Linked DNA regions of Mus musculus: region 2 is linked to region 1. A link is a contact called in public HiChIP or PLAC-seq data. All regions are on one chromosome and are shown on one strand. The core of a region is the stretch at or near the end of the contact, and the rest is flanking DNA. Distances in the headings are between cores, read along the strand shown. Region 1 has its middle 220 kb from the start of Gm34526. Region 2 holds the start of Edil3 (EGF-like repeats and discoidin I-like domains 3).

Region 1 (6,527 bases), core at 1,519-4,018:
TAGCCAGATGTCACTATGGTCTCTGGATAATATGACATATCATTGTAGATTCATGATTGTTCCATTCTGATGGATATTGACAGTGGGTGATTCTAAGATTCTATGGCAGAAAGGGATATATGGGAAATATTCATATTCCTTTCAGTTTTGTTGTGAGCTTGAAGATACTCATTTTAGGTGTTGGGCAGATGATAAAGTATATGAAGTGTAAGCATAATGATCTGACTTTTATTTGTATGTGAATAAAATATATTCATATGAATATAAATACATGATGCTGCTGTTTTATATCTAGTAACCTTAATAATTTGATATAATTTCAGAAACAATTTTTTGTCTTTCAAAAATCCAATAAATATCAGATAAACATTATTCTTTTAAAGTTAAAATGGCATTTTTCTATTAGGTAGGGAATAGCATTATCAGAAAATTTCTATTTCTGTTTAATAGAGACAATATTAAGAACTACTACATTCACTATTATAAATAAGTCTGCTATGAACATAGTGGAGCACTTGTCTTTATTACCAGTTGGAACATGTTCTGGGTATATGCCCAGGAGAGGTATTGCTGGATCTTCCAGTAGTACTATGTCCATTTTCTGAGGAATCGCTAGACTGATTGCCAGAGTGGTTGTACAAGCTTGCAATCCCACCAGCAATATAGGAGTGTTCCTCTTTCTCCACATCCACGCCAGCATCTGCTGTCACCTGAATTTTTGATCTTAGCCATTCTGACTGGTGTGAGATGGAATCTCAGGGTTGTTTTGATTTTCATTTCCCTGATGATTAGGGATGATGAACATTTTTTCAAGTGCTTCTCAGCCCTTTGGTATTCCTCAGTTGAGAATTCTTTGTTTAGATCTGTACCCCAATTTTTAATGGTGTTATTTGTATTTCTGGGGTTCATCTTCTTGAGCTTTTTGTATATATTGGATATTAGTCTTCTGTCAGATTTGGGTTTGGTAAAAATCCTTTCCCAATCTTTTGGTGGCCTTTTTGTCTTATTGACAGTATCTTTTGCCCTACAGAAGCTTTGCAATTTTATGAGGAACCATTTGTCAATTCTTGATCTTACAGCACAAGCCATTGCAGTTCTGTTCACAAAGTTTTCCCCTGTGCCCATATCTTCAAGGCTTTTTCCCACTTTCTCCTCTATAAAATTCAGTGTCTCTGGTCTTATGTGGAGGTCTTTGATCCACTTAGACTTGAGCTTTGTACAAGGAGATAAGAATGGATCAATTCACATTCTTCTACAATATCATAGTTTTCGACACACACCTGATCTTTTTCCTTTTGTAACTGACAATTCTCTTTGGAAAATGTCCGTACTACCACCTATGTATATGCCTCAAAGTAAGTTTATCTTTTGAAAACATTTATCTGGGCACATAAAAGGAGATGAATCTTCTTTAAAATGTAAATGAGTGGAGACACCATATACCACATCTACCAAACTTATTCATCTTATTAATCTGAACCTGTGTGTCTATTAGTTAATAGCAATTTACAGACCTAGAAACTGCAATGTTAGTATTAAGTTTTACGGATATTACTTTAGATGCAACTGAAATTCTGTCATTCATTCTTTTCTTTTTTACTGTTATTATTTTCTCATATATTACATCCCAACCACATTTTCCCTTCCCTCCTTCTACACCCAACTACATCCATCCTTTGCTCTTCCTTCCTCACCAGACAGCCCTCCTCTTTGTCCCCTCAGAAAAGTTCAAGCCTCCTGGGAACATCAAGCAAACTTGGAATATCAAATTCCAATAAAATTAAGCACCTCCTCTCATATTAAGGATGGATAAGGCAATCCGGTAGGAAGACATGACTCCTAAAAGCCAGCAAAAGCATCAGAAGCAGCTCCTTTAATAAAAGCGCTTTCCTTGCTTTATTTTTTTCTTACTAATTTGTGATTCAATGATTTTTTTCATCCTCCTGGTGACCAATATCCTATAGCATTCATTTATAAAATTAAATTTAATGTTCTAACAGGGAAAGGGAGTCAATTGGTTTTACAAATTTATCTTTCCCTCATGTAACAGAAAAATAATCACTAGCTGTGTTTATAGATTAAACAATTTTTTAATTTAGATAGTTATCAAGGAAAATGTTTAAATTATGATTTTATGTTCAAAAACAAGCAATCTATTGTCTTAAAAACTGATTAAAAAAGAAAGAAAAATGAAATTCTGAGATTCAAAAACAAGTAAACCATTTGGTTTTCAATAATGAGTGGCATTGAGCAACTTATTTACTTGTGTTTAAGCATTTAAGCACATATCTGAAGCACATTTGTTTCAGATGAGTCTACCTGGATTTAATTTGGTATGTAACTTTATGCTGAGTACTGCAAAGGGAAGAAGTCTAGCATTATTCTTGTTAGTCAGTACTGAGTAATTCTTTCTGCTATTGCTGTTACCAAATAGTTTATATATGGAGCACTCAAAGAAGATTTATTTTTCATCTGGAGTTTAGAGAAATATACAATAGAACAACAAATGACAAATGCCATAATTACTTAGGGGTATTATCATTCCTGCTGTGACAGATCAAATCTGGAAGCTTAAAATAAACTAAGCAAGCATTCAGTCTACTAAAAAGCATGAACCAAGTAATTGCTTACTTCTTTCAGAGTTCAGTGGAAAGTCAACTGTTAGCAAAGTGATTTCAGTTTTGTCACTGAACAATAAATGTGCTCAACAGATCTTGACTGGTTGTCTGTTATTCTTTTCTGTGTCACTCAGCATAAAACAACGATCAGCTTCACGAGGGGCAGTGGGTTGGGGGCAGTGAGGTGGCATGTTGCAAAGATAACTTTTCTATCACTAGTTTACGATGGCATTAGAGTTAAAAAGTTCTAGACATACAAACTCCATTTTCAAGTTAATGCTTTCTCCTCTTCGTCACATTAATAATAAAATAGGGATCATGTTTTTGTCATTTATCTCATTAGTTGTTTCCATGTATCAAAGAACAATAAATCACAATTGTGAATGTTATAGTTTTATGCTCTGAAACTAACTGAGGAGAGCCACAAGGAGCAAGGGTCTAATATCCATTTAAATTTGTACTATGTGTCAAGAATGTGCTTGACATGAGTGAAGAAACCATTTTATAGCACTCCTAGTTCCATGAATTTCTGAAGGGAACAGCAATTTCATTGCAAAATCAGATGGCATCTAATCAAGTTCTGCTGCCATGGTACTTGTGATAGATATGGTTGGCTCTGGTACTCTTCAGCTGCATGCACAGTGAAAATTGCTGACATAAGAGACTCCACAACAAGAAAGAAAAAACTGTTGTCTCGTGTTCTATTATAGTTAGACAAGTGCAGACAAGCTGAAAAGGCTTCCTCCATTCATAGCATCTAGGTTGATTTTATACAACATAAATTACCATGTCCTTCTCACCAGAAAAATACTACTACTTTTCTTATGGAATAATTATGAAAAGAAAAAGATTAAATATATACAGTAGAGACTGTAAGAGAAGGAGAATAGGAATCAGCTTTAAAATAATAGGGTTCCATTGAAATATATTAACTTCCTAAGAAACATTATAAAATAGTATTTTAGGAAAATGAGATAGGAATAGAAATATATCATGTCTGAAACTAAAATAATGAAGTTTACCCTTTTATGCTTTCTCCTCTTCATCTCATAAATAATAAAATAGGGATTATATTATGAAGACTCTACATAAAACCTTAGTGGGCATTAATGGTATATTAATAAGTGGCCACTTTCATAGAATTCTGCAGATATTTATCGGTGATTTCCAAATTTCAAGGTATATAAATAAATGAGAACTTGAACATTTATGGAAACCTTTTATAAATGCTCAAAGTATTTTTGAAGAAATTCATTTATACCAAATGTATTGCTCACCAAATATAGGCAGGTTCTAACTCCTTAAGAGTGCTGCTTCTAATGAGTTTGATGGGTTCTCAGAAAACTATGAATAGCTCTATCTCAAGTCCTAGCTTGACTAGAGCATATACCCAAAAGATACTCCAACATCCCACAAAGACATTGGCTTAATTATGTTCATAACAGTTTTAGCCAGAATAACCAGAAACTGGAAACAACCTAGATGTCCCTCAACTAAACAATGGATAAGGAAATTTTACACAACAGAATATTATTTCACTACAGAGAAACAAACACATCATGATTTTTTTTCAGGCAAACGGATGGAACTTGAGAATATTGAATTAACCCAGTCCCCAAATGACATTTTATGGTATGTACGTTTAAGTGGGTTTTAGCCATAAAATACATGATAACCATTCTATATTCCACAGACACATAGAAACTAGACAAGAAGTAAGGCACTAGCAAGGATAAGAGACAGATAAAGCAAGGACACTAGGTGAGAGAGATGTAGATGGGAATGAGGAATTCAGGATCAGGTATGGGGAAGAACAGGAGAGATTGCCAGATGGCCATGAAAATGAATGGAAGTCTGTAAGTGACAGGGTAGGGAGTGGGGGTATATCCAGGAAAAGACAGAGACCAGCAAAAGGAAGCACCAAAGAGCCAATGGTCATGACCTTAGCTATGACTCACAACCTTGGAGACCTGGAATCAGAAGAGGCCACTTTCTGTAGCCAGGCAGGAATCCCAGTGAAACAATAGGAACACCAACCCACCCACAAAACATAAGACACAAAATTTATCCTATGTACAAGAAATGCAGGGATGGGGGATGACACAGAAACAGAGGGAATGGCCAACCAATAACTAGCTCATCTAAAGACCCATCCCATAGGTAAACATCAACCCTTGACACTATTAATGATATTCTGTTATTCTTGCAAACAGGAGTCTAGCATGGCTGTCTTCTGAGAGGCTCCACCCAGCAGCTGTCTCAAATATAGAGTCCCACAGCCAAACATGGCATGGAACTTGGGGACTCTTATGGAAGAATAAGAGGAAGAATTGTGGGCCCGAAAGGGATAGGAGCTCCACATGAATACCAACAGAGTCAACTAACCTGGACCCTTGGGTTACTCAGGGACTGAACCATCAACCAAAGAACACACAAGGACTGGACCTAAGCTGCCACATATATATATGTGGCTGCTACATATATATATATATATATGTAGTAGATTGCAGCTTGGTCTTCATGTGGGTCCTGAAAAACATGAGTGGAGTTGATCCCAAAAGCTGGGATATGTTCTTCTAGGTGGGCTGCCTTGTCTGGCCTCATTGGGAGAGGACTACTTAGCCCTGAAGAAACTTGATATGCCTCTGTGTGTGTGTGTGTGTGTGTGTGTGTGTGTGTGTGTAGGGGGAATACCCAGGAGACTACATCCCACTCAGAGGAGAAGAAGTAGGGGGGATGGGGGAAAGGACTGTAAAAGGGTTTGTTTTGGAGGGAGACAGTAAGCAGGATATAAAGTGAATAAATCAGAGAGAGCGAGAGAGAGAGAGAAAGAGAGAGGGAGGGAGGGAGATGGAGATAGAGATGGAGAGGGAGAGGGAGAGGGAGAGGGAGAGGGAGAGGGAGAGGGAGAGGGAGAGGGAGAGGGAGAGGGAGAGGGAGAGGGAGAGGGAGAGGGAGAGGGAGAGGGAGAGGGAGAGGGAGAGGAAAGAGAAAAAGAGTGCTTCCCCTGAATGTCTTAACGATCTTATGATATCCAGAGATTTCTGTTCTGTGTGGAGTCATACATCTACAACAGTACATAGAAATACAAGCTAACAACTTGTAGTTACAACTTTCATTATCCAATGTTGTTTGTAATGCAATTATAATGATTAGAGAATCTATAAGCTGAAAAAATGCCCAGGGTTATCTAGAATCCTATGACCAGTGATTAGTGTTTAGTCCACAAATCTCATCTATAACATGATAGCAAAGTAGACATTATGGTTAATGAATCAAATACCCTGATTAATAGAGGATCATCATAGAAAAATAGGAATACTCTTTTTAAAGAAATAAAAGAATGAAAACACAGTCCACAGATGAACACCACTGAAAATGCAAACATTTTAAAAATCAGCATTAATAAAACAAAAACTAGAAATGTAATTGAATGACAAAGTGCTGTCTACAATGTCTGAAGACTCGGGCTCAAACTCCAGTTGAGCAAGTTGCAGAAACCAATAAAAGTTAACTAAAGTTAGAGGAAAACTTGCAATTTTAGTGTCCCAAATCTTATATCTTTGTAACAATTCCCACAGAACATAGAAAGGAATACATGTTTTTATGAATGCCATATAAAACCTGGATTGGAAGGAAGAGTTTGCTGTAGTTGTCTTGATTGATCAATGGCTGTACTTTCATAGTGTGTGCTATGTGCTTCTTCCTGGAACTGAGATGTGAGAATGAGTGGTCGAAAGCCTGACTTCTCCAAGTTCAATGAGTTCTGAGACTTTTGTCCTCAGCAATGGGTATATCCTACTTTGCAAAGAGCAACCCTTCTTCTTAGCAAAAGTCTGGATGGTTTGAGGATTTCCATGGGATATTATTGACTTACTGCTCAAGTGGATGCATCCCAGTACAGCCACT
Region 2 (6,833 bases), core at 4,242-6,741, 3.0 Mb before region 1:
AGAACTTAGCATGCATTTAGCCTCTTTGGCCATATGATATATATTAGTTAGAAACTTGCAAACTCTACAAAAATATTACTATAGAAAAAAAGTAGATACTCATGAATTTCCATACAATGGATGTGTACAGAGTTTCAGCCAAGTGTGTAAATATTTGTAAATTAGTATTAAAGAATGGATAATTACTTAGACTGGATGTGGAGAAGAAATTTAGAAAGGACACTAGGAATGCCAATAATAATTGTTTGACCACTACTAAGTCTATATTCTATTTCCTTGGAAGGCACTAATGAACACCTTGAATAAGTAATGGGTTCCCCAAAAATGTGTGACTCTTATTTGTGGCATCTGTGACTCGAAGTTAAAATTCTACAGTAAAAGCTGTCTATCCTGGCAGTGTACCCTGTCTATCTTCAGGGACTGATGGAAACTGTCATTAGTTCCATAGGTAGTAAAGCATAATTTATGCAGCTTTGCAGACTAGCATTTCTCATTTACCTGTTTTGTTTCTTTTAAAGATCTTTAAAATATCTCCATTGATTATTCTGACACCTACTGGTGAGGGCTCAGTGGATCTTAGTCTCTTTCAACAACTATGGAACCAAAGATTTTTTTAAAGCATAATTGTTCAGGAACAATTAAGTGATGATTTCTAGCATCTGCAGTAGCCATGTACAACATTTTAAAAATTCACATCAGCATTCACTTATTTTGTTCATAAATTAATTTAATTTGATTAGGAGACCTATCACTATCTCTTCAGACTGTGATAAAGCAGAAGACAAGAAGAAATATGTTGGGCATCTTCCTAAAATCACAGGTCAGAACTTAATAGTAAAGATAGCATGACTGGGGTTATAGTTTTTCATAAGTGTGCAGAAATTCAACTATTTAGTTGATAAAAGAAGTAAATTGATTTCTATTATAGAAGTTTTATTACTAATTGCAGACTGTAACATTTCCTATTTTTACATTTTATCTATCTTTTATTACTATTATTATTATTATTTTAGTTTTTGAGATTTGAATATAACCATGTAGTTCTCCCCTTCCCCTTTCTTCCTCCAAGTCCTTCTATACAATTGTCCACTCACAATTAGCTTCTGGCTTGACTGAGCTCAGAAGCATTTACCATTTTTTGGGGGGGAGGGCAAGGATTTGATAAAACTATTATATCATAAATCATACTCAAAGCTATAACACCTGCAAGTGTGCGCAGTAAATAATATAAGCACCACTTTCTTAGACTTTAGAAAACCCCAAAGGCTTACAAATGTACACAAGTGATTGCATATACAGTTCATGCCATTATTAGCATCCATTTAAAAGATGGATCTCATGAATAAATTACCCAATTAACAACGTTATCGGAATAGCTGGTAAGGAAATGAAAGAGTTTGGAGCAGCATAGGCACTAAAGACCATTAAGCATGTTTTGTAGTGGTATACTTGCTCTCTTATCTGAGTAGCCTTCCTCTTTTTTTACAACCATGTATACTTTATTCATGTATATTGCTAAGATTTTAATAATTAGGAAAAAATTAATAACTTAGGTGACTCAATTATATTAAAGTTATTATTTTATAAACTATTAATGTTATATGGACATTCAGCTTAAAATATTTAATGAAAATACAAATGTCTTTAACTTAAGGAATTGTCCAGAAATGTACTACATTGGCCTTATTTGGCAAATCTTTAAGTTTAAGATCAAAGAAGATAGTATATTCTATTCCACTTTACTTTTCCATTTTTACTGTAAATATTCACCACAAATAAAACAAATTTCTAGATTAAATACCTTTCAATTTTAAGAGAAAGTTTAAGGTAGAACGAGAACTTTCTCAGCACCATTGGAAAAGCTCCGCTGTACCATTGTATTGCCTGGTACGGCACAGATTTTACACTGGTTCCAAACTCTCACAGCAAGGGACTTTATGTCCACTTAACTATTACCTTCAATATAATATTTTTAAATTAATTTAAAACGCTTCACCTTGAATCTGATGTTAGCAGTTATTTCTTAAAGTGTAAAGTTAATGGTCATGCAAATTAGGTAATGATGGCCCCAAAGTGCAGTAATAAAATCCCCATAGAAACCGGTTATTTCAGCTTAAACTTCACTATGCAATCATTGAAGCATAGTGGTATCTGGAGTGAGATTCTTCAGGTATTAATTTCTTCTCATGTCGAATTAACTAAGATCTCCATTGATTAAAAGATGGGAATTCAAATGCCAATGATTCATAGCATTTAGGGCCCATCCAGACATTTTTAGATAATACCGTTTGCTTAAAGACTCCAGGCACAAACTGCAGGCATGGGGACAGATTGCATAAGATGTCACGTGTTTGCTGCAACTGTATGCATGTTATTGGATTTTTTTAAAGCAATACACAATGATGAATAATTTAAGAGTTAATAAAATATTCAATCTGACTGATCCATTGGTTTAATTTTAAAATAAAGACAGCCAATAAGTGGGCTTACCTATCGTTATCCAATTCCAGGCATGAGTGCCTGTAAATTGGGGTCCACACAAAGGAAAACACTAATTTCTCTTCGACATTTGATAAATCAAAGATACACGATGGGGGAGGGGTATGAAAAAAAGCAGAGTAAAATTCTATGTTAACACCAGTTTCAGTAAGTTTCCCAAAGTTTAATTGTTTGAACTATCAAGCAAACTCGGATCTGCTTTCTGCAGAGGTCCGGGAGGAGAAAATTAGAGAGGCACAAGTTTAACAGAAAAAAAAAAAAAAAAAAAAAAAAAAAAAAAAAAAAAAAAAAAAAAAAAAAAAGCTTATGCAAATCGGTCCGTTTCTTTCTCAGAAGCTGCCGCCCTCCACCCGCAGGGTGGCTTACAAAGGATCAGTCTGAAGGATGGAGGGGGTAGGCTTCCCGAGCTTTGTCTCTAGCAGCACACTGGAAAGCCCTGGCAACATCGCTATCGTCCACTTGACTGGTGGCAAAGATGCCTCGGCGTGGGCATCATTAAGAGCTCAGAGCAGCTGCAATTTTTTTTTTTTTTCCTTCCCAAACTCTAGCTAGGAGAAGTCTTCTGGCAAGCTCAGTCACTCAATAGGTCCTCTAGCTTTCCAGTCACCATTGGTAAGGGTCACTTAGTGGCAGAGGAGTTGCCTAGTAGGTGCTTGTGAGTGCACCCACGAGCGCGTGTGTGTGTGTGTGTGTGTGTGTGTGTGTTTGTGTGTGTGCGTGTGCGTGCGCGCGCGCTCGCGAGTGTATGTGTGTGTTCCTATTTGGGGTGGGAACAGAGGCGGGGATAGGAGGAGAGGGGAGTGCCTGTGGTTCTTACAGTTCCCTACCAGCTAAGGCATCAAAGTGCAGAGGGAATTCAGACAAGAAATTTAAAAAAAAAAAAAAAAAAAAAAAAAAAACCAGGAAATATCAGCTTTGGAAGCCTGTTCTTTCCTTACCACTGGAGTCTAGGCGACCCACTCCGAAAACATTTCCATATGCTAACCTTCACTGGAGTGGCTGCCTCAGCGAGGCAACTATCAGAGCAGGTTTGGAATAGATCCCACACACCTACACCCCTGGAAAAACAGTCACATCCTGGGGAGCTGAGAAGACCAGAACTACCCACCACTTGAGTCCCAAAGAGATTGGCATCTGGCTGCAACACAGGTTTCTGAAGGATAGTCCCCAACAGTCCATCCCTCCGAAGCGCATACATAGGTAGTGCATAGGTGTAGCGTAGAGTATCCATGCAATGCCTAGTCTAATCTCAAATGGATTCGAGTCAAAGCATTTTTTTTTAATTCCAAATACTTCTAGAGCCACAACGTTTCAAATCCTTGTAGCTTATCAGCTCTCTACTTACTGCTATCTGTGGAGGATTCTAGTAAATCTCTCTCAGAAGGGCCTTCTGTACTCACAAACGCAGAAAGGGCACAGCCACCCAATATCTGGAAACCCCTTCTCTCTCTTTGGCTTCCTGGCTCCAATTCAGTACCCGCTGATATGCAGACAAAGGTTTCTGACCAGGTTTTATATTGACAAAGCCTAATCTCTCAAAAGGACCTGAAAGTCACCTAAACAACTCACCCGGAGACTCACTGATTTTAAAATTTTAGGTTTTGTTTTGTATGCTAGTTTCCTATTTACATGCAAACCATGAAAGGCACAGGTAGACAAATCTGAACAACTTTTTGGCTCCTGGGCCAGGGACGCATGAAGGTTGGTTTGCACATCACAGCCATCTATTACCAAGAGTTAAGGTCTTACCCAGAGGGAGTACAAAATAATGCTCAAGCCCCCTGGGGTTGGAGGAGAAGAGAGTTGTTTGAGCTGTTGTAATTGAAGTCACGCGCCCAAGAGGAGGGTTGGGGAGAAAGCTAGCGACTTAGTAGACCTCTCTCTTTCTCATTGGCAGTATGAACTCTCAATATCGGGTCCAGGTTGACAGACCCCTTAGCCCCCACCCCCACCCCCACCCCTGTCCCTGCACCAGAGCACTGCATCCAGCTTACCGCCCGGTGGTTATCCAGGCTATTCTAGCACCTACTAGATGATGGCCCAGCACACTTAGCTCTGTCAGGTCTCTATCACAACCTCACAACCCTGTCCGCTGTCATCGGCCAAGAACATTGATATTTGCTAGTCAGGGGTCGCGCAGGGAATCACTAGCAAAAAAAAAGCCTAGGAAGACAACCCCTTCACACCCCCTCAATCTTCTTATTTTCTAGATCGCACCCTCTTCCCAGGCTCAGCCTGGGGCACTCCACACGGACTTTGCTAGCACTTTGGCAGGGTATCCAGGGAGCATCGCCTCTTTCGTAGCGCTCCTCACGCCGTGCACGCACTGAGGACCCACTGTGGCCCCTTGAGCGGCATTTCCAAAGGTGCTCCCCGCCCGTCCCTCATCCAGGGACCCCTGCCCAGCCACCTCACCTTTGCCGAACTGGGGCACCCCGAGGCTGAGTCCAACCAAAAGCCAGGCTGCTACCAAGTGCTTCATGATCCCTTCTCACGGACGTGACCTGGGCTGGTCCGGGGTCGTAGCGGAGGGCACAGTAGGCGAGGCGGCCCTGCAGGACAGCAGTAAACCCCGCCCTGTCAGAGATTCAAGAGGACGTCTTTCCTCCCGCAGCGCTTCCTCAAATTCTTGGGAAGGGCGATAAAAGAGTGGTGGCCCTAGAGAAAGGGTGATTCACCCCTCACTCCAGCTTCGCCTGAGCTGGGGTGCGCGGAGGTGGGTGCGCTTGAGAGAGGCTGGGGCTGCGAGTGGGTCCTAGCAGAGGCACAGCGGGCGGAGCGCGGGCTCCTTGGGTTCCTGGCTCCCCGATTTCCGTGCGCGCACCGCAGGCGAAGCGGCCAGCAGTGACTACGGCTCACGCTGCTGCCGCGGCGGCTGCGGGGGCTTCTGACTTGGAGAACAATGAAGCGAGAGCTGGAGGGGAGCGAGCCTGAGGCCAGGAGCGCACTGTGTACAAACAGTGGCGGCGCGCGTGTGAGACTGAGCCTAGCTGGCTTTGGGCGCCCCCGGCGGCCCGCCCCCCTACCCTCCCTCTTCTTATTGCCTTCTCCAATCTCTCTCTCTCTCTCTCTCTCTCTCTCTCTCTCTCTCTCTCTCTCTCTCTCTCTCTCTCTCTCTCTCTCTCCCTCCTTCCCTCTCTCTTCCTCTCCCCCCCATTCTCTCTCTCTCCCCCAGCTTTGGAAGGTGGCTCCTTCTGCTGGAAGAGAAAGGGAGGCAGCCGCAGCCACACCCTGACTGATACCTGCCACTATCTGCTAAGTTCCACATCTTCTCCACCTAAGATGCAAACTCTAAGGTTAAGGGAATACGATAGATGTCCGAAAGTGTTGGTTCCAGGTTTGGTTTTATGGTTAAGTGTACAAAAGAGTCCACTGAACTTCAGGACTGCCAGGAAAGGAAGTTAAGAGATTTCACAAAGTGGCTCTAGGAGCCTCAAGCTTGGTGAGACCCAAGACTGCTAAAAGAAGTCTCAGTTTCTCAGGAGTCACGATTTAGTCAGGAGCCAGACAGGCAAGACAGGCTGCTGCTCTGTTGTTCTGCCTGCAAATCAGTTTGCTCAGGGCTGAAGAGAAAGGTTGTGGGCTCATCTGCTCTCAGTGGAGAAAGGGCATAAGCAAGTGGGAGGCATGTAAGCAGGACATCTGTTTCACATGAAGGAAGTCATAGAAAAACAGAGGAAAGAGCAGATTCTTGACACATCACTCAGGTGGATCAAATTTCGCTGTTCTTCACCAAAACTAAAATAAATGGGCTTATTTTGCACTGAAAGTGATTGAACTGAAAATAAAGCCTCTGGCTTACAATTGTACTTTCTCCCCTGTTTTTCAGTTAGAATGATTGCTTACTGTAGATTCAATTCCTGTGGTACCAAGTACCAAAATGAAACAGGGTTCTCTGCCCTCCCCGAGTCACCATTAGGAAGGGAGATAGGAGGATATAAACACATGCGTAGAGAAACTGAAGAAATGAAGAAAATTGTCACTCTCAGGATTAGATGCTGAAAGGAGACAACCATGAAACTTCTTTATTTCTTCCTCAAGTCCTTGGAACCTCATCTTGTACCATCTCTCTGTCTGGAGTGATATCAAGGGTGGGAGGACATGCAAACCAATTGAGAAATAAAACCAAATGAGGGCAAGAGAGAGAAGTAATGTGTAATATGGGCAAAACACCAACCACAATAAAACATGTTTCCCATGCTGAGTGAGAGGGTGACAATACATGTTTAAAAAACTAACCAGAGCTCCCAGGGATTAAACCATCAACCAAAGAATACACATGGAGGGACCCATGACTCCAGCCATATATGTGGCAGAGAAGGGCCTTGTTAGGT

What was found. HiChIP or PLAC-seq counts read pairs in DNA pulled down with a chosen protein or histone mark.
Region 2: an H3K27ac HiChIP or PLAC-seq map of VIP interneurons shows a contact between it and region 1, with 24 times the contacts expected there. The contact joins the promoter of Edil3 here to the enhancer-like site in region 1. A contact is called at or near these places in 3 of 39 promoter capture datasets (cranial neural crest, frontonasal cranial neural crest and hippocampal neurons), 2 of 484 Hi-C or Micro-C datasets (cerebral cortex and cortical neurons) and 2 of 115 datasets of contacts at active chromatin or transcription factors (VIP interneurons and forebrain).

Annotation. Positions count from the first base shown.
Region 1 is chr13:85,815,467-85,821,993 of GRCm38.p6, reverse strand. No RefSeq gene overlaps it. Among named protein-coding and RNA genes, the nearest start is that of Gm34526, 220 kb to the left of the region's middle. Within about 2 kb of position 2,768, at least 3 of the 459 cell types and tissues checked have an H3K27ac peak or open chromatin away from gene starts, as enhancers often do. A contact at or near this core is called in VIP interneurons, where this site is marked.
Region 2 is chr13:88,820,130-88,826,962 of GRCm38.p6, reverse strand. It overlaps Edil3 (EGF-like repeats and discoidin I-like domains 3), which reads right to left and starts at 5,491. Exons shown (of 11, transcript NM_001037987.3): 1 at 4,915-5,491. The coding sequence starts at 4,981. It overlaps Gm38504 (a long non-coding RNA gene), which reads right to left and starts at 2,739. Exons shown (of 2, transcript XR_382711.3): 1 at 2,491-2,739.